Regions from separate parts of the Mus musculus genome. Here region 1 is linked to region 2. The links are chromatin contacts, called in public promoter capture Hi-C maps. All regions are on one chromosome and are shown on one strand. The core of a region is the stretch at or near the end of the contact, and the rest is flanking DNA. Distances in the headings are between cores, read along the strand shown. Region 1 overlaps Cacna2d3 (calcium channel, voltage-dependent, alpha2/delta subunit 3). Region 2 holds the start of Lrtm1 (leucine-rich repeats and transmembrane domains 1).

What was found. Promoter capture Hi-C pulls out the DNA fragments that hold promoters and counts their contacts.
Region 1: a contact with region 2 is called in a promoter capture Hi-C map of liver. The contact joins the enhancer-like site here to the promoter of Lrtm1 in region 2. A contact is called at or near these places in 3 of 39 promoter capture datasets (embryonic stem cells, liver and stem cell-derived epiblast-like cells), 3 of 484 Hi-C or Micro-C datasets (embryonic stem cells, myocytes and nephron progenitors) and 3 of 9 other capture datasets (adipose tissue, liver and pancreatic islet).

The regions. Positions count from the first base shown.
Region 1 is chr14:29,106,565-29,112,697 of GRCm38.p6, reverse strand. All of the region lies in intron 14 of Cacna2d3 (calcium channel, voltage-dependent, alpha2/delta subunit 3), which reads left to right. Among named protein-coding and RNA genes, the nearest start is that of Lrtm1, 91 kb to the right of the region's middle. Within about 2 kb of position 3,992, at least 2 of the 459 cell types and tissues checked have an H3K27ac peak or open chromatin away from gene starts, as enhancers often do. A contact at or near this core is called in liver, where this site is marked.
Region 2 is chr14:29,016,246-29,022,158 of GRCm38.p6, reverse strand. Lrtm1 (leucine-rich repeats and transmembrane domains 1) reads right to left here and starts at 3,951. Exons shown (of 3, transcript NM_176920.4): 1 at 3,550-3,951; 2 at 1-539. The coding sequence starts at 3,592. The region is part of intron 27 of Cacna2d3 (calcium channel, voltage-dependent, alpha2/delta subunit 3); the gene reads left to right.

The DNA.
Region 1 (6,133 bases), core at 2,743-5,242, 90 kb before region 2:
TGGGAAATCGTTACTAAGAGCCATGAGCGCCCAGCCTCTGCTCTTACAACTGCCCTTTCCTCCCCTCGTCCCGATAAAGGGGTGTCCCCATTATTCCTAGCACACACTCCCAGAAACTGCACTGTTCCTTGGGGGGGAAGCCTGGCAGTATTCTTCACCTTTACAAACAGCCCTTTGTTAAGTTTCTGCCGATGCCTGCTTGAGTTGCGATCTCCAGTTTCTGCTCACGTTAGTGTCCCACTTGCTGCTGCAGATTGCCTTCTCTGAGTGTCTGTATCGACACAGCAGACAGGCATCACTGTTGCGCACGTTTAAAGGTTTGGACAAATAGTTTCCCACCACGTGTACACTTCTGCTGCTCAGTTTGTTTTTCCAAATGTTGGGATTTACCCCGATTCTCATGCGAGATGCTCTTTTAGAATCTGAAAGAGAGCACACGTGGACTTGCTTTCTGGATCTAAAACACAAATGCCCAGGAAAATTACTTTTTTTAGTTCATTATAAATATGTATAGGTGGTCTATGACCACACCACCCTCAGTGCCCCAATGTCCTCAGAATATGTGTATATTCCCATCTCACCATGGGGAGGTGAAGGTCTTTGTGCTCTTCTGCTAATAAAACAAATGACTCCCTTCCCTTCCCATTTCCAAGAGGCTTTTTAGATTGCTGAGTAAAGTGTTCATTAATCAACATTTAAATATGCGATTCACAGAGAGCATGTCAAAACTGGCCTCTATTCAACAGTCAGAAGGTGGAAATCAAAGATTATGAGAGTGAACCGTAAAGTCGGCCCGAGCCAGACAGTGTTGGCATCAAACAAGCTGCCTGCTCCTGTCTCCTGTGGAGAGCATGGCTGCTGGTCCTGTCTCCGTGGAGAACATGGCTGCATTGCTTTCATTGTCACCCATGAATGGACTTTCATGCCTTGCCCAATGGAAGGCCACCTGTGTCTTCACCAGGGCCATGTCTACACTGAACGTGTGTGTCTGCAATATGCCTGTGTTCCTACAAGGTGCCTCCCCTAAGATCCTACTTTGGTATTAAAGACAGTTGTGTCATTGTGTTGTGTCATCATGATGTGTAACAGAAGGTAGTGAGGGCATATTTGGGGGCACTGGCGGGTAATTGACGTACAGAGGCTCTTTTTTTTGTTTAAGGATTTAAATGAGGGAGGTCCGGGCTGTTTATCTGTGAAGAGTTTCAACATAACTGCACCACCTGCTTCTGTCCCCCCTACCCCCCTTTACTCAACCCACTTCTCTGTTCTTCTTGGGCTCTAACTTACATTGGAGTCATTTTAGTGACCTTCGGGAACTTTCTTAGTAGGGTGAAATGGAGAACATGGGGGACATATGTTTTCACCCTGTCCACAACTCCCCTCATTATGTAGCACCCAGAGCCTGGCCTCTGGGAACCCCTAAGTACTCAGACTTCATGGGTCCAAGGAGAGAACATGAGAAAGATAACTTGCCCCATGCACAAGCTGCATTTGAGAAGGTGGGTCTTAAAGGACTTGGCTTGTTCTGGGCTCCCTGGTTGCATTCCCAGACTCCACACCAATAAATAATCTGTCATTTTCCATTCAAAATGCCTCACTTGGTATTTAAAGGTGCACGCAGCTGTGTTTTTCTACCTCTTAGTACTATTCCTTTCCTGTCAAGGCGAATGTTTTTGACAGAACTAATAGTTAATGCAGCTTATGCTTCAACTAGGTAGCTATTAAATAACACCGGCTGCCTTTTAAATGTGTTTTTACTGGAAAACCTCATACTTTGCAAATAGCTTTTTATTTCCTAGGGCAGTGTGCCTGCAATTCACACAGTCTACCACTAGATGGCAATAGTGTTCTTTTTACAGACTGTTGAGCGTGGTTCATTGTAGTTGTTGAAGGAAAGCAGGGAAATATGGCTTTATGCCCCTGTATAAAATATCTATGTATGGTAGTATTATAGATTTATACCATACATTCTGTTAATCTAGTCAATGTGTTGATCAACTTCAATAAGCAAAGCAGAGGGATGGAGAAGCGAACTGTAGAAGAAATGGTATATTGAAGGAGAATAAATGAATTAGCCTTTGCCCTTGGCCAAGAGCCAGTCTTCCAGTGGAGTTCGCCATTGTGCACATCCCTCCCTTTCAGTCCCAGCCTCCAGGACTGAGCAGATCTGGCAGAAGACTCTGCTGAACCCACCCAGCAGCCCTCAAATGTTCTGCCAAGCAGGCTGCTCTTAACTCACTCCAATGCCCAGCTCACCTCCTCCCTAGGGCTCGGCGTTACCTCCATCTAGCTGCAGGAGAACGAGAGCATCCTGACACTGGCCTGACCAGCTCCCTCAGTATGGAGATTTTTTAAATGGCAAGGCAATCAAATGTCCTTCAAAGTCAGAGGCTGGTCTGCAGCTTGCACTGTGCCTGTCCCGGTGGAGGGCCACACTCAACCTTACCAGCCCCAGGCCTGCCCTTTGCTCTGCCTGTGCTTGCACCTTCATTCTGGTTGGCCAAAGGGGACTTTCAAGATGGCAGCTTCTTACTGATGATCTCAAAGCAGCCAAACTTTTATTCATTATGAAGATTTTTCATAAAATCTTAAGGGCAACATGCCCATCATAAAACACAGTCCCTAGGGATGAAGGCATCTAGAGGCCGTTCCCCCTCCTTGCCCCCCGAAATTCTAATTTACTCTCTTTAGTCCTCCCTCTACCTGCATCTCCCAGGCCCACTCTTCCTTCTCTTCTTATCTACTCCCTCTTTCTCTCTGTTCTCTCCTCTCTCCTTCCCTCCTCTCCTCTCCCCCTCCTTTCCCTCTCCCTTGCCCTCTCTCCCTCTCCTTCCCCAACTCTTTTTTTTCTTTCTTTTTGTCTAACTTACTATCTGTGATGGGGGGCTATGAGCACCACACTTAGGTTCTTATAAGCACCTAACAGAGAGACCATCTTTCCACAAGCTTGAGATAGCAAAAAGACAAAACATCCCAGGGAATACATATCAAATCATGTGTCCAATTAATGAACCAATCTTACAGCCTAGGTGGTGTATACATATGTGTGTATGTGTGTATGTATGTATGTATGTATGTATGTATGTATGTATGTATGTATACATGTATGCATGTGCCTAAGAAACCAACCAGCTGGTCACCTTGCCTTATGTGATAATAGAGAGGCATCGGCTGCTACAGAAACTCTGTGGATGCAAAGGGTGAAGAGAAGTTATCTAAGGGAGAGGTTGATGTCTTCCGGAAGAAAAGGATGGTTTTTAAACTTCTCCCTTGGTACTAGAGCAAGTATCAATAATTTAGGGGGGAAATGGAGGGAAGCAGGAAACTGTTTTCTGCTTATTATGCCAGTGTTCAGGAGACATTTGTAGCTGGCATTTTTCATGTGACTGGTTTCAATAAGTACAAGATGGACACTTGGACCCAAGATGGACTGGAAGAAGACAGTCTCTTTGCTCACTACGGGAGGCCAGCATGGCAGCCCCTACTAGACCTCCTCCATTGGTCCCATTGGTTTGTCTGTCTCTGTTAGCACACTCAGGGTTCCATGGGGGAACCAGCCCAATCTTGTGCTTAGTTATCTTCATAGCACATGGCAGAGGACTCTGCATATAGCCGAGGTTTAAGGGAAGTTCTGAAGGCAAACGATGCATAGCAATGAACAGGCCGGCAGTGAACTGGGGATCTGGTGGTATGATGCCATTGGGGCCACACCCTCGACACTGACCACATTCCTGTCTGGTGCCACCCTTGGAAACAGATGAAGCACCAGGAGTAGAGGCCTGCATGGCTGCCCAGAGCTTGCACACGAGTCTGAATGCACATTCAAAGACACACACACATTGTTAGCTTGGGAAGCTGACAGGAAGCAGTCGATCTGTTGAGCAAGTTTGTATTTTATGAGCCAGATGTTCAGCATTATTACCCATCATTTCCTTTGATTCCAGAATGGCCCCCATTATGTAGCATAGGAAATGAAGGATGCATATGGAATGATGCACACTTACTATCCAACAGCGCGCCATAGCTGAGAAGTTCAGGGGCTGTTCAAAGCTTGCACAAGTGTAACGGGGCAGCAGGTTGCTTTTGGATTCTTGCTTGGACTTAAGTTAATGGGATTTTGCTGAGATGGACCATGGCGACCTCCATCTCTAACTCCTACCCTTTGGGAAATGGATGTAGATTCTGTATCTGCATTTTCCTTGGAAGCCTTAATTATGAATCCTAAGCACTGAATCCCCAGCAGCAGCTACAAGGCTGTGATGGCTGCATCATTTCTGCTTAGAGGTCTGGATAAAAACCATGGGTTGCTATTTCCTGTCCCAGGATGCCCTTTGGTCCTAAGGAGCTTGTGGTGCAAAGAAACTTTCTGATTGATTTTCCACCTCCATGAAATGTTTCAGATGCAAAAGGCCAAACTGATGAGGCTGGGGCTGATGGAGGGGCAGGGCTCTGTCTGGGTTTCTGCTAGTGTTTGAGGCTATGAGATGAGCTGGGTTACAGTGGAAGCCTGCAGCTTGGAGTTCTGGCGAAGCCAGTCTATAAGTGGGCTACAGCTCTTAGCAGAAGAGTACATAAGATTATAGTCCCTCATGTGAACTCTGCCCCCCTGGACTTACTGGGTTTCTTTTGTTTACCTAGAGCTGGTAACAGATCAGTGGCTTTAGTACTGATGCAATAGGATAAGGAGTTTTCTGTTTTGTTTTGTTTTTTGTTTTGTGCTTTGTTTGTTTGTTGATTGGTTTGGTTTTGGGTTTGTTGTTGTTGTTGTTTTGTTTTGTTTTTTCTTTTCTTTTTGCCCTGAGTGACACTGACTCTATATTCTGGCTTAACATTGGAAGTTCCTTTCCCTTGATCTTGCCTTTTGCCAGGGCAATTACTAATGATTTATAACTAACTCTTACTGGTCACAGGGGAAAAGCTTCATTGCTTATTACCGCCAATGCCATGTTTTGGTTGCACCGTGATCCATGTTGGCATTGCCTGGAATTTTGATCTGAGTTGCAAAGGTGGAAGCTGTCCAGGGTTATGGATCAGCTCAAATAAGCGTTGCTGTGCAGCAGTGAGGTTTACTCAAGGAGTTGTGAAATGGGGTGTTTACTTCCACTGGTTCTGCTATTGAGCCACCAATGGCCGCCATGCTATGCTAAGTATTTTTAGCAGAAGTTTAAAATACGTTCCCATAAACAATTACTGTGTTGCATATACTGGCTGACTTGATTCTTGGCACAACAAGAGCTGTCAATGTTGTCTTGAGTTAATGCAGTCTGGTTATTAATATTAGAAAATCATTTACTTACTTATGCTCATGCCCTGAAAGTTACCTGGGTAACAAGCTTATTCATCAGCGGTCTCAGAAGAGACAGAACAATGAAAGAACCTATATAGAGAAAGCATGTGTATAATACACAGTGTGTGTGCATAAGCATATAAAGACATCATATGTGTGTATGCATATGGACATATAAATATGTACATACATGCTTATATGTGGAGGAAGATTTGTATTAAAGCATGTAAGTGTGGAATCTGATAAATATGAATCTGTAAAGCAGATTGGTGTCCTGGAAATCCCAGGAAGAGTTGCTGTTTCAATGTTGAACTCAAAGGCAAATGAAGGCAGAATTTCTTCTTCCTTCAAGGCTGTGTCTTTTCTTTGAAGACCTTCAACTGACTGGATGAGGCCCACCCAGACTGTGGGGGGCCTTCTGCCTTATTCAGAGTCTGCCTATGTAAATCTGAGTTATAGCAGTAAAGGGGTCTTCCCGACCACCATCCAGAATAGTGGCTGGTCAAACGAGTGGACAGATGCCACAGTTAGCCCCTAAGATGCCACAGGTTTCCTGGTCCTTAAAGGCCATGACATTCCTGTCTCACTTTCATGGGGGACCCAGGCTCACTTCAAAGTAGATGCAAGTCTCGCAAGTACCCTCTAATTCTGTTGGGAAAATGTCCTAACATTCAACAGCTTTTCTTTTGTCCTCAAGATTGTCAATAGGGGTAAGATGGGGAAAATCTCCCTGTAACAACGTTCCCTGACTTTTAATCTTCACATGTACTAAATTTTTAAAATAAGGGCTTCTATTTGGAAAGTCTAGCGTGGTCCCTGAAGTTTTGCATTTATAGCAAGAACTGA
Region 2 (5,913 bases), core at 2,702-5,201:
CCAAGGGTTGTCCTTAAGAAGTACCAGCCTCACCTTGGGCATGGCCTCTAGAAGTTCACGATCCAGATGGAGAAGATGGTTCTGCTGCACAGCAAACACAGTCAGGTTCTCCCAAGGCTTCCCCAGAGACGTGGGGAGGATCCTGAGGCTGTTGGATGAAAGATCTAGCTCCCTGAGCCCAGGAAGGGCATGGGCAAAGCTGCTTTCTATGGAAAGCAGGGAATTTTGGGTTACATTTAAAACCCGCAAATGTGGAAGTCCATAGAAAGCCTCTGCAGCCAGATTTGAAAGAGAGTTGTTAGATAAATTTAAGGTGGAAAGCAGTGATACAGATTGAAATGCAAGAGCAGGAAGCCAGTGGATCCGGTTATCTTGTAAGAGCAGTGTAACTGTCCATGGGGGTAAATCACGGGGGACCTTTGACAGCCCCTGACCACTGCAGTCCACGGAGTTTGATGATGGGTGGCACAAACATTTCATGGGGCAGCTGCCCACTCCTGGGAGCAGGAGACCCACACTGGAGACCAGCAGCAGAGTACCTAAAGCAAGGAGAAGAGGGAGGGATGGAGGCCAGTGTATGAAATGTGGTCGCCATCAGCCAAGGAATTCCCAGGCAGTGTGGTCCTGAGCCAGCAGTGCCTCCCACCCAGCTAGAAAGGAAGTCCTCACCCTTCACAGAGTGGGACTGAGTACACGCAGGCCGGCCACTGAGGCTACTGTGGCTGACTTGGTCGTCAGACTGTGTAAGACTGATATCACATGAAACAGTGAGGGGAAAGTCATTCTGGGTCATGTGTCCTTTGGAGGTCAGAGCCAGGTGTGTGGGCTGTGGCAGGTAGAAAGGTCACAAAAGGAGCTGATGCCCACAGTTCTAAAAGGACCTCTCAGGAGGAGGGTAGGCCTGTTGAGCTTTGTATGGTGGTAGAAATGTTCTGTGCCTGCCCTCCAACATGGATGTCACTAGACACCTGTAATTCCCGAGCTCCCAGAATGTGATTGCTACAACCCAAGAACTGACTTTTAATTTTGACTTGGTCTTAATTCATTTATACTTCAGTTATCAGATGTGGCTTCAGGTGGTCCTATTGACTAGGGAATACCCTTACAAACAGCTATCTAGCTTTGCAGGTATAACCCAATCTGTGGCGATCCTCTTTCTCCTTTTTTTCTATGATGGTTTAAAAAATTACCAAAAAGTGTTACAAACAATATAAGTCGTATCCTTCTTCCAGAAACTTTTACCATCCTCTCATAGATGATCAGACTTCTGTCATCTCCTTGCTTCTTACTGAGAAGTGCAGTGCTTTAGTGGGGCATACAACCTTCTTCTAATCATCTCTGGTTTTCCTCCCAGAAGCCCCTTCACAGAGTTGCTCCACAGAAGCCCCACAGAAACCTGCTTTCTGTCTTTAGACATACTCAAAACAATAGTCGTTGTATCAGGGTTATTGGTATGTAGCACCATGCTCAATTTCATGGTCCTGGGGGTCTCACTCAGAGATCTGTGCTTGCTAGGCTACTACTATCAAATGAGCCCTGATGCCTGCCTTCTTGATACTATTTAATAAATGGGATCAGAGTTAAAATGTTTATAACATTTCCAGCTTGAGTTGAAACAGGGACCTACGGCATATTGCCTGAATATTCTTTTGAGATCTTTGGAGTTGTCTAAGGATTTTTCTCCCTGAAGCTGAGGACTAAACCTGGGGTCTTATACTTGTTCATCAAGTGCTCTACCACTGAGCTAAATGCTCAGAGCATAAAGGTGCCATCTTGTACTCAGTTTTCCTTCACTTACAGCAAGATCCAACATTTTCAGAGTTGGAAGTATTGGGAGCTTATCTTGGACATGGGTTGGAATGAGTCTATTAGGAATTCCTTCTGATTTTTATTTCTGTAATTGCTAGAGATGATCACAGAGATAGAATGGTATTATGCCAAGCTTTGTAAAATGCAGTGGATAATAAGGACAATAGCAAATGACCAGATGGCATACACTTCATGTCAGAGATCAATCCTACTGCTTTATAGACACATATCCACCCTAATCACCTTGTCAACATAGTTGTTTGTCTTCAACATTTTGAGGGGAAAAACAAACAAACAAACAAACAAACAAACAAAACTGGCATAGAGAGGCTAAATCACTCCCTAAGTTCACAGAAACAGTAAACAATCTAGCATGATTTGATCCCAGCCTGCCTACAGAATCTGTGAGAATTCTTATCTGTTCTATTTCTCTGCCAGATATTCAAGAGAGACATGGTGCAGCAATCAGGGGTGGATTTGCACAGTGGTATACTGTTTCTTTGTCTACTTCATATAAATATAATCATACATTTATCCTATTCTGCAATCTGTTCTTTTTAGTCAAAGCTATGTATCCACCTCAGTGGATACATAGAAAGTGTCTTCATTTCTTTTAGCTAATAAGGCACATTCCTTGTGTTGGACCATGTCAAACTCAGTGACTACCTATCCCTCATTGAGGAGCATTTGGGCTCCCAGGATTCCCTACTCACTTATTACAAATGGTGCAGCTATAGGACTGTGGGTGACTGCTCCCCAAAATACAGAGTGGGTCTCATTGTCGGACTCAGAGAATTGATATATTTTTTAAAAGGCTGTGTGGTCATTTTTTCAAAGTTCCTATTTCCCTCCCTTTTTTCTCTTTTGGGACTTGAATTTCTAAGTATGACAAACATGTGTCAAGCACACATTCTGTTGAACTGGAGAGGCATTGACAGGGCCATGGAATGCTATTCAAAATAAAATGCCTATCAACATGGAGGCTTTCAAGAGACGGTTATTTATTTATTTGATGTTCTGATTTACACCTCACCTAGGGGGAAACACAGAATGACTGTACTATACCTTGATCTCCCTGCTTTGGACTCTGCTCCTGGCTGCCGGTACCCAGGACCACAGGACTGGAAAAGGAGAAGCTTTCCAAGGGAAAGCTGCTGCCTCTGATTTAGTTCAAGAGACATAGAGCATCCAAGTCCCCTTCTCCATCTTCAAACAGAAGTCTTTTGTTTTTCTGTAATTTTCCTGATATCTAACTTCTTTCAAAGTTCAAATAAATGCCTTTCCATTAGAAATCACCAGACACTATCACTGTGACCTGAGCCACAAGCTTTGGAATCAATCCTTAAACAATGGAGTACCCACCCAGCCCATTTATCTCTTAATAAAAGGCTTATATTTCTGAAATGGGGGCCAGTTTGCCTCCCACTTCCCCAAAGGAAGTAATATATGAGCTCCAACTCAAGGCACCATGTTGTCTATGAAATGGCCCATGACAAGCCCACTGCATGTCCACACCACGACTATACACATTTGTCTTCAGCCCCCTTTCCCCCTTGCTCAGCATGGTGACACATCCATCTTTCCACTGAGAGAGATTTTTTCTTTTTTTACATCTGTCCAATGTTTTAAGAAAGACAGGTTGAAAATTGATTTCTCACAGACACTTCTTAGAAGGTATTGCCCCCTTCCCTCAGGTGGGGGACTTCTGGGGTAGGGGCAATGGAATTTATTCCTGCTCACCTTTCATGGCCCAGGCTCCGCAGCACAAACCCTCATTCAACATATATCCCGGCCTGAGGACTCACAGATCAACACACCCGGGCTACGGCAGACTTGGAACCCAGCTTTCCATTCTCTTTCCCTGAATCCAGCATGGGCTTTTCTCCAGTGCAGAAAACAGTTGCTGAATTCAGGAGGTCACTTATTTAAGCAGCCTGTCCCCTTGTCTCTGTCTGCTGTGGTCCTTCTCCATAAGAGGGGTCTTTTGATTGCGTCCGGTCCTTTTTTTTTTTTTTTTTTTTTTTTTTTTGGAAAGTGTCAACCTCCCTAGGATCTTCTCTGCCTCTCTCATTCAGACAGCAAACCACATAAAGAATGTTGGTCAGACCTTGGTGAACAGCTGTAGCATTCAGACATGACCCCAATGGCCCGGCCTTTTTGATTATTTAATCTGCTTGAAGTCCAGGGCACCAAAATAAAACAGCCTTCTTAATCCGGCTGTGGCTTCTGCATTCTCTTGACTTATCAACCGTGCTGAGTCAACCCTCACTGGTGGTGGTGGGGGAGGGTACGAATCCCTAACCTAGGGTCTTGCAACAGAGCCTGCAGGGAGTGTAATATGAGAACAAATTGGCCTGCTGGAGGCTGACAGTTTCCATTGGGGCACTTCTTTGGCTATCCTGGGTACATTCAGCCCAAGTCCCTGGAGATTAGCTGCGTTGACAGGTCCTCATGCCCTGAAATCCACAGCCATGGTTTCCTTACATGGGCATTACAGTCCCTCCTCCCCAGTGCCACAAATACATCTCACCTTGCTTGCTACACACACACACACACACACACACACACACACACACACACACACACCCCACTGCTGACACATACTAAAAGGACCTTTTGGCCAGCATGAAATACTTCATCTTTTTACATTACCTAAAGCTGAGGTTCAGACCCTTTTCTCAATACTCTTCACATTTAAAACAATCAAGCTGGCTAAGTAAGAGCTAGAAACCAACTGAGTTGGTTGTTCACCAATAAGCAATGAGGCAAACTTTCCAAATGGGGATTGGAACCAGCTCTTTGAATGTACAAATGCCTGCCACTGGCTGAAGTGGGCTTCCAGTGCATGAAGTGAGCCAAAAAAACCAACCAATCAACCAACCAAACAAACAAAAAACAAAAAAAGAAAAACAGACCTACTCTAGAATATTCCACAGGCGTTCTATGACTGGTCAGGTGGCAAAGTTACTTTTTATTGAGGTTGCATAAAACCCAAGAAGTATAGATGAGCAGCTGAATGTGAACTCTGGAATCAGATAGGTCTGGATTGCATTTACCCTCACAAAGCGTCACCTCCTACAGGGCTAATGATACCCAGTGCTTTATGAAATTGCATCCAGGATTAAATCTAGGCCAGAGTATCTTCATGAAGGCTGACGGCTCCAAGAATCGAGGAGACTGGCCCCAGGACTTCTGAGCTGCTCTCCTTGGAAGAGCTCCAGGGGGAAGCCTGTCTTCTAATACCACTGAGGAAGGCAGGTAATCCCATGCATGAGACCTGATATGGTATGTGATTCCTCTGAATAGCCTCTTGGGGAATGTTTTTCTCCTGTGGACAACTTGCTTCCCACCTCACATATGCATATGCATCCTGCTATTTCTGGAAACTCGTCTTTCTCCAGCCTGTCTCTGCTATCCTTCCCTTTAACTTAACCTTTTGCATCCGGTGCAGCTGTCATTAACTTTCAACTCTTACCACCCACCTTTAAGGACATATCTACCACCCTCTCTCCCCAGGCATAAAATGAAAAGACTGGGTAAGCACTGGGGCCTGATTATGTCAAAACCTTGTCACTCTGTTCAGAAGGCAAGAATAAACTTGAAGTCTTGGAAAGACTTGAGTATTTTCTCGAATTGCTGTGGATGGATCTATTTCACTGTGTCATTCAGGACCCAACTTGGGTTTGGGTCTGGCTCTTGGATTCTGAGGCCTGAAAAGGGTGTATTGACAGTACAGTTGGATTTGGGAGACGAAACACCTACAGGGAATGTCAAGGGATGAAGGACGTGTACTGTTATTGTCAGGCTGTTTTGCTAATGGAAGATGCGCACCTTTTTTTGCACTGTATCAATGCCTTAAGGGGTGATTGTAGATTCCCTGAGGTCAGTGTCCTATTTGTAGAATTCAGGTAGATGAAGTTCTGTATGGTAAGCATAGAACATGTTCTGGCAAAGTAGGAGATCTGAAGCAGGATCTTTATTCCCAGTGTAAATTCTTAGACCTCCAAGAGTCTGAGTTGGCTACTCCCACCTAAAACACTAACGCCCTGGGAACAGAGAGAACCCCCTACCCCGGAGTAGATGGTTTCCTGGGAGCAGCTGCTT